Linked DNA regions of Mus musculus: region 1 is linked to region 2. The links are chromatin contacts, called in public HiChIP or PLAC-seq maps. All regions are on one chromosome and are shown on one strand. Each heading gives the region's core, a stretch centred on a gene start, on an enhancer-like site or on the middle of the called end of the contact. The rest is flanking DNA. Distances are from core to core; before and after follow the strand shown.

Region 1 (4,199 bases), core at 664-3,163, 43 kb after region 2:
CCTTCTGCCTGGTTACCTTTGGGGGGAGGGGCTCCTTCGTACCTAGAAACAAGGGACTAGATTTCTGCCCTGGATCATATAGTAGGCAAACCCTTGTCCTGAGGTTTCCTGTCTTCTTGGAAATCGGGTATGAGTACAGATGGACTGCCTGATCTCCCCGTTCTCAGGGACAGTCCCTCTGGAAGGGCTGATGCTCTGCCTGTAGCATCCACCTCTCCATTGCTAGACCTACTGCCTCATTCTAACATAGCAAATAAGAGCCAGGTAGAATTTCAAGTGTTACCATCTTTTGTCTAAGGTGGCGGTTGCCTTTTACACGGTCTCTGTGGACACGCAGTTTCCTAACCCTCCAAAACCCCTCGACATCTTGACACTATTCAAGTTCCAGAAGGGTAAGCCTGCTCCGTGCGCTCCAGGCAAGCACCCTCATTGTCTTCTACTTCCCGTTTTCCTTCTTCCCCTGCACAGCCTGTGCAGGGCTAGGAGCACAGAGGGGCCATCTCCAGGTGAAGAGTTTGTGCAGGTGCTTCTGTATAAACAAATGGAAGCTCGTCAAGACTTTCCGGCTGGGCTGAGACATCCTAAGCTAAAGCTCAAACTCTCTCCTAGCTACTTTACTTGTTCTAGGCGCTACCCCTTAGCTCTATAGCTCAAGAACCCATGTCTCAACAGTTCTCCTGGGGCTTCGGAAATCCTTCATGAAGGCAGATGTTCTCTTTCCTCTGGGGTGTAGGGTACGAGGGGCATAACAAGGAGAGGAAGGTTACTGGGAAAAAACTTCTGTACCCTACGGGAACCTGCTAGCTGAGGACCTCCACCCAGGTCTTTCTGCTGTTCCCCATTGAGTCTCATATGGAGCCACCACCTCCACCACAAACATCAGCTTCCCTGAATGGAAGGCGAAGAAGACAGAAGCCAGGCTCAGGGTTCCACACCAATGATGACTTCCACCAGCAGTGCACTGGCAGCCCAACCACCTTCCCTTGAACTTAAAGACACAGAATCCCAAACCATGTCCATTGACCAGTGATGGTGAATCAGGGTAAGCAAGGTGTGACATCAGCACTCGACGCCTCCCCCGACCGCACCACCACCACCTCAATCACAGAAGGAAACTCCTAAACACGCAGAACAGGAGATGGGCGTAGGACAGAACTCCCGCATAAGAGAACAAGCTGTGGTCTAAAGTGTCATCAGAGAAGGACCTCTGGGATAAATTCCACCTGCAGAAATTACATGGTCCGCACAGGCATCTGAACTGGGGCGTTCAATGTTCAGCTCCTTATTTCTTTTACCCAAACATGGCCCCAGGCCCTGAGCAGCTAGCACCTGCTGTGTCTAGCCTCCACCCAAGGGCTACTGAAAGTGGTTGCGCGCAACGCCCCCGGAGAAGGCGCCCGCCTTGACCACAAGCCCGGAAGCTCCGCGGCCAGCCGTTGAGAGCGCAGGACCACCCTAACGGCCAAGCCCTAAGAAGAAACCACTGAGAACGCGCGCTTCTCAAACGCGCAGCAATTCCAACCAACCGCCGTGGCGACTGCGCCTGCGTAGTCTTCGGACCGAACGCCCGACAGGGCAGGTGCGCCAGACCGCGCTTGCGTAGTTTGACGGAGGAGGCCAGCGACCAGACCTCGTGTGTGTGAGACTGCGCCGGAGTAACCTGACCTCCGGAGATGGGGCGAGGGGAAACTGCGCCTGCGTAGTCTTCGTAGCTCCGCCCCGTTTGCCTAGCCGGGGCCCATCCAGCCGTACTCTAGGCATCCCCCCCCAAGGCGGGGCAGGTGCGCACGGACTGCGCTTGCGCACGACAGCCCCGCCCCGGGCCCCGCCCCCGACCCGCGCGGGGCCCTGGGAGGGGCGCAGCGTCCGGCGGCGTCGCGGGCGGCGGGGCTGGGGCGGCGGGAGGGGCGGCGGGGGCAGACAAAGCGGCTAATGAATGGGCGCGCCCGTCGCGCTGTTCGCAGCCCGCGGGCCCGCGCAGCGCAGCGCGGAGCCGGCGCCTCAGGTGAGTGCGCGCGGGACGCTCCAGTGGCGTCTTCGACGGCCGGCGCCGCGCAGGGGTTGGGGAACCGCGCCATTGTCCGTGCGCGGCGGGCCGGGTGGAGGCTGTGTCCCGAGACTGCGCCCGGCCCGGCCCAGCCCGGCCCGGCCTCTGACAGCTGCGCCTCGCGCCGCGGGCGGGCCCAGGCCGCGGAGGGGAGCGACCGCGGGACGCCCCGTGGGACCTTTCGTCAGGTGCCGGGCTCCCGCCACGTCGTGGCGTCCCCCAAGCCGGTGCCGGTGGGCGCGCGTGTCCAGGAAGGGGCGCAGGCAGGCGGCACGGCGGTGACACGGGTCGGTGTCACGCTTCTTGGTGCCTGCCTAGCTTGAAGCGTGTGCGTCTGGGTCTGACCGCGGAGGCTTAACGAAACTTAACTCAACGCTTTGGCTCCGTAGCGTCTTCACGGTCGCAGTACCTGCCGTCATTTTTTGTTCCTTTTGTCCTTTTTGGTGCGACCCACTCGCTTCTGCCCGGGATGGCTGCGGGTCCTCGCTCTCCGTCTGGAGGTTCTCACGAGGCTCCAGCGCGTCTTTTCAAGTCCCTGCAGCGCCGAGCCTCAGGAGGAGCGGCTGTCGCGGTTCTGGCGTTTGTAAAAAGGGAAGTCATTTGTTTTTGAAGTTAATTAGGATAAGATTAAGTGTAGTTTTTAAAAGGACACTTGTGCCTTCTGGCTTCGTAAAGCCAGTCAGCCAAGGCAAGTACATTCTTGTGACTTGGTAGGAAGAAAGAAATTTTCCCCTTTATATCGTGGTGATAAAAATTAATAAGACCAGGGAAATTTTAGTTTTGAGTTTTTTTTTTTTTTTTTTTTTTTTTAGTACTCTGAATAAACGTAGTTGCAAGGCACGAATTAATTCCATGCTAAGCAGAATTGAGAAGCTACAAGTTTGGCTCTACACCCTGAGGGAGTGGCTTGTGCATGAAGACATTGGTGCATGCTTTCTGTAATCTATATAAACTTTTTTCTATATAAATTTTTATATAGACTTTTTGTGTGGCTTTTATTTTCATGAGAAGATCTAGTTAAAAATTTTTTTGAATCTTTAGGAAGTTTCAAAGTCTCAGTGTGCTGATAGGTTTTCATCAATTTACACAAACCTAGACATATTTTGGAAGAGGGAACTTTTTTTAATCTCTTATTTTTAATGTTCATTGGTGTTTCACCTACAAGTATGTCTCTGAGGGAATGTTGAATCCCCTATAACTAGAGTTACAGTTTCGGTTGTAAGCTGCCTGTGACTGAATGGAATTGAACCCAGGCCCTCTGGAACTGTTCTTAATCATCTCAAGAGGAGCCATCTCTCTAGCCCCAGAAGAGGGACTCCGTTTTTCTTCTTCAAAATAATTTTTGAAAATTATTTACTAATTGGGTGTGCTTTGGTGTTCTGCTTGCATGTCTGTCTGTGTGAGGATGTCAGATCCTCCTGGAACTGAAATTATAGATAGCTGTGAGCTGCTATGTGGGTGCTGGGAGTTGAACCCAAGTACTTTGAAAGAGCGCCAGTGCTCTTAACTGTGGGGCCATCTCTGTAGCCCCAGAAGAGGGATTTTTTTTTTCTAAATAATATATTTTATGTGTGTTGGTATTTTGCCTGCATTTGTGTCTGTGTGGGGATATCAGAGATTGAAGTTACAGACAATTGTAAGCTGTCATGTGGGTGCTGGGAATTGAACCCCTGTCTTCTGTAAGAGCAGTCAGTGCTCTGAACCTCTGAGCCATTTCTCCAGCTCCTGTGAAGAGGAAATCTTTTGTTTCTTTGTTTGTTTTTGAGACAGGGTTTCTCTGTATGTAGTTCTTTGTGTCCTGGAACTCACTATGTAGACAAGGCTGGCCTCGAACTCAGAAATCCGCCTGCCTCTGCCTCCCGAGTGCTGGGATTAAAGGCGTGCGCCACCACGCCCGGCTCTGTTATTTATTTTTTATTTTGTTTATTTTTTATTAATGATCAATGTAGGCAAGTCCAGCCAAGGGGCTATTATGCCACCCCTAGGCAGTTGATCCTTAATGATATAAAAAAAGCAAGCCAGTAAGCAGTGTTCCTCCATGACTTGTGCTTCAGTTCTTGCCTCCAAGTTCTTGCCCTGCCCTTCCTCGATGGTAGACTCTTACCTGGAAGTGTTAAGATGAAATAAACCCTTTCTTCCCTAAGTTACTTTT
Region 2 (4,347 bases), core at 992-3,491:
CTAAGTCTTTCAAGCTCGAGTTAAAAGAAAATCTCATTCTGTTCCTTTAAGCTTGTAAACTAAGTGCCAAAATACAGCAGACAGAACACACCAAAACATCCTTTCAAAGAGCATCAAAAAAAGCCTAGCAGGAATATCCAGTAACCAAGAGTTCCGTGACCTTCAAAATGTACAAGCTCATCATTACTACAGAGCATCATTTAAGCCTGTCAAGAGAGCCCCGAGCCCGTGAGGTATGGCCCTCCTACCCCATGCTTACCTTCCTCCGCTGTGTCCGGGGCCAGTGGAGCAGCCTCATCTTCAAAGCCTCCCGTGCCTGCCCCTGTGGGCGGAGCCTGGCTGTGCTGCTGGCTCAGCTTGTTTCGGAGAAGAGCAATCTCTTTTTTAAGCAGCTTTGCCCGTTTACTCCGTGAGCCGCTGGACTTCATGGAGCAGGTCAGGTCCAACTTGTCCAGAAGTTCTCTCAGCTGCTCCTCCAAGCTCATGTGGGCCCTGTTGGCTGGGTCCAGCAACCTGTCCACTGAACCAAAAACACGTATCATTAGCCACAGGATTCGGATTCATGGCCGCCTCTGATAACAACACATCTGTCTTAACTATGTGCCTGGGCCTGCCCACGGCCAAAGCGCAGGCTTCAAATTCATTTAATCTTTGTTTGTTTATTTAGCTTCTTGGGTTTGTTTTGTTTTATTTGTTTGTTTTTGAGACAGTGTTTCTCTGGGTAACCCAGGCTGTCCTGCAACTCATTCTGTAACAGGCTGACCTTGAACTCAGAGATCTGCCTGCCCCTGCCTCCCAAGTGTTCCAATTTCACCATTTGGTGCCATACATACTCCTCTCTACCCTGATTCTGAACCTATGACAAGGCTGTTGTCACAAAGAGGGAAAAAAAGAGACAAGACACTCCTTCAGTCAGTAGTACACAAAGGACTAGTGTGGCCGTAGCAGAGGAGATGTGGGTAACACACATGGCTTTTCCTGGACTAAGACCCAACTCAGTCCTGCTCTGTAAAAAGTGAGAGGCACAAAGACCACCAGACATGTCTGAGTGCACCAACATAGACGCAAGATGGACTACTGACAGACGCTGCGTGTGTGTAAATATGTTCACATGGACTGTTTATACATTGTGAACATCATCCTAGCTCAAGTTCTTGCACATACATCATGACCAAAAGGAAACTAGGCTGCAGAGTCCGCAGGTCTCCCCAGACTCTAGGAACATTGACTGCAGGACTTAAATTAGTGAAATAGCCAAAAAATTATTTAATCTATGCGAAGATAAAACCAAAGGAACAGCAGGGCCAACAGAGACACCTACCATAAATGAGCCCTGCCCAGACCTGGTAGCTGGCCTAGGAGACTCATTAGCGCCCTGTCTAAACAGCACTAACTTAGCAGTGGGACACGACAAACACTGTCCAACTGGCTTACAGTCACCGCAACAAAAACCACCACTCAACTTCTCAAGCCTCCTTTCTTCTGTTTTGTGCTTGCTGAGTCCAGGCTGGCCTCAAACTTGTAATCCTCCCTCCTCAACCTGAGTGCTAGACCTGCAGGCTCTGCTGGTTGGCTTCTCTTTCAACAGGGCCAGTATTGCGGTTTGTATATGCTCTGCTTAGGGAGCGGCAATGCTAGGAGGTGTAGCCCTGTTGGAGTAGGTGTGGCCTCATGGGTGGGCTCCTAGCTGCCTGGGAGTCAGTACTCTGCTAGCAGCCTTCAGAAGACGTAGAACTCTTAGCTCCTCCTGTACCATGCCTGTCTGGATGCTGCCATGTTTCCACCTTGATAATGGACTGAACTTCGGAACCTGTAAGCCAGCCCCAATTAAATGTTGTCCTTAGAAGACTTGCCTTGGTCATGGTGTCTGCTCACAGCAGAAAAACTCTAAGACAGGTGGCACCAGGGACTGAGATATTGCGGTAATAGGCCTGACCGTGTTTTTGCTTATAAGAATGTAGGTTGGGGAACTTGGGATTTGGAAGGCCACAGAATGTTTCAAGTGGGGCTTCATGGTCTATCCTAGCTGGACTATGGAACACTTTGTTGCTGTGAGTAATCGGAACTGTGTAGACCCAGCACAAGAGGTTTCAGTGAGGAATTTCAGTTATGTGGTCTAGAGCCTTGTTTTTGTAGTTTGGTGAAGAAGTAGCTATTTTTGCCCTTGGCTGAAGAGTCTGCCTGAGGCTAAGGAGGCTCAGGTTAATTACAATGACAAAGGAAGCCTTAGAAAGGCCCATCGTAGACTTTGTTCTCAGGAAGAGCATGTGAATAAGCATTGCAAGGTTAGAAAGGAATACTGGAAGTGAATGGAGCTGAATGTGTTCAAGGACATTAGTTTGAATTAAGGGACTAGTGACCTTGGGGCAAGATCCCACCCAGTTAAGTTTTGGTCTATACTGGGCAGAACAAGCTTTTTAATTCCTGGAGGCAAAGGCAGGCAGATCTCTACTTTCAAGGACAGATCAAGTTGTAGGTGAAGAAAAGCTTAATTCCGGGCGTGCTGGTACACACCTCTAATCCCAGGAGTCAGGCTTGCATATCTCAGAGTTCTGAGCAAGATCCCCACGTGACAAACTTAGGCCTTGAAGGAGCGCGAAAGCTGGAAGCTAGTGATGACGCAATAGAACTAGGGGCCATGTTCCAGCTCCAGCAAGCAGCTTCGGCCATGTGTCTCTGGCTTTATAATCACGAGGAGAAAGACTCCTGGGACAGCTGATGCTGGTTAGCGGGAGCTAAGGCATTAGCAGTGATTAAGAGACCGGCAGGGCTGGAGAGATGGCTCTGTGGTTAAGAGCACTGACTGCTCTTCCAGAGGTCCTGAGTTCAATTCCCAGCAACCACATGGTGGCTCACGACCATCTGTAACAGGGGCCCAATACCCTCTTTCTGGTGTGTCTGAAGAGAACTGTGTACTCATATAATAAATAAATCATGACGACAACCAGCATCACTGGAAGTGTTTTCTGAGCACCAAGAAGCTGTGTTCCAGAGACAGCCAAGGTTGCACCTCATGCTGCAGCTATGCTGGGTGACTGCAATGGTCCCCCAGGTGGCACTGGCCTTGAGGCATGAAGGGGCCATGAAGAGCAGCTGAGGCGGAAGATCACTGATCAAAGTGCAGCCTCGGTTGCAGATGATGGCCCAGGACTGAAGGGGCCATGCAAAGGAGTTGAGGCTTGGCACCATGAAGAGAGCCTAGAGAGGCTCTAGTTGCAGCGGAAGCCCCCAGTGTATTGGAGATGATGGCCACCAAGAGCAGCAGCGGCAGTGGAGGGATCAACCTGAGCTTAGAGCTACCGAGGGCAGAGCTGGGGAAGTGACGTCACCTTGGAGAGGAGGCCCAGACATTAAAACAAGAAGCTGCCTTGGAGATACCAGAGTGGTAGTTGGACTATCTGCTAAGGAAAGCTGCTATGCTACCAGGGAGTAGAACCAGCCCAGGAGAAAGAAGTTTGTTGCAGTCAACAAAGATGAAAAAGGAATAGAAGATCTGAAGACATCAGACATGGAGATGCAGAGCCCAGCTGGCTTCCTGTCTTGCTTTGGGGATTACAGTTAAGTTATTGGACGATTATTGTTGAGACTGCCATAGACTATGGGGGCTTTTGAAGTCGGACTAAATGTATTTTGCATTATGCTATGTGTAGGTATGGCTCCCATAGGCTTATGTTTGGACAAGCCTATGAGGGCCAGGGGGTGGAATGTAATGGTTGTATATTATATGTTCAGCTCAGGGAGTGGCACTTTTGGGAGGTATGGCCTTGTGGGTGTGGGCTCCTAGCTGCTTGGGAGCCAATATTCTGCTAGCAGCCTTCAGATGAAGATGTAGAACTCTCAGCTCCTCCTGCACCATGCCTGTCTGGATGCTGCCATGTTTTCACCTTGATGATAATGGACTGAACTTCAGAACCTGTAAGCCAGCCCCAACTAAATGTTGTCCTTGTAAGACTTGCCTTGGTCATGATGTCTGCTCACAACAGAAAAACCCTAACTAAGACAAGTATCTTCCTTACTGCAGGCTCAAGACAGCGGCAGAGTACCCAGAGCTCACCCTGCCACAGGTCATGCTTTCTACTGCAATCACTGAGTAAGAAATAAATTTGTACTTTTCATTATTACTTTCCTTTTTGGCAAAAAGTCTGGCACAGAAATTTATTTAGCAATGACAAAGCCAGTTTCCTGGAATCTCAACTGTGAGGCCTCTGAGCCCTGCCCATCTACAGAGCACGAGAATCAGAAGCTGTGGGGTCAAAGACTCCCAGATGTCACTGGGCTCCTCTGCTTCTCAGGGCAGCCGATACCACCCAAAGCACAGTCACGGCCACAACAGATGAGGCTGGAGCC

Evidence for each region. HiChIP or PLAC-seq counts read pairs in DNA pulled down with a chosen protein or histone mark.
Region 1: a contact with region 2 is called in an H3K27ac HiChIP or PLAC-seq map of embryonic stem cells, with 18 read pairs. The contact joins the promoter of Zbed4 here to the enhancer-like site in region 2. A contact is called at or near these places in 2 of 39 promoter capture datasets (macrophages and pre-B cells), 7 of 484 Hi-C or Micro-C datasets (the HPC-7 cell line, embryonic stem cells, large pre-B cells and 1 more), 4 of 115 datasets of contacts at active chromatin or transcription factors (all in embryonic stem cells) and 3 of 9 other capture datasets (adipose tissue, liver and pancreatic islet).

Annotation. Positions count from the first base shown.
Region 1 is chr15:88,749,798-88,753,996 of GRCm38.p6, forward strand. Zbed4 (zinc finger, BED type containing 4) reads left to right here and starts at 1,914. Exons shown (of 3, transcript NM_181412.3): 1 at 1,914-2,005.
Region 2 is chr15:88,706,775-88,711,121 of GRCm38.p6, forward strand. It overlaps Brd1 (bromodomain containing 1), which reads right to left. Exons shown (of 13, transcript NM_001033274.3): 7 at 260-520. Among named protein-coding and RNA genes, the nearest start is that of Gm41377, 25 kb to the right of the region's middle. Within about 2 kb of position 2,242, at least 40 of the 459 cell types and tissues checked have an H3K27ac peak or open chromatin away from gene starts, as enhancers often do. A contact at or near this core is called in embryonic stem cells, where this site is marked.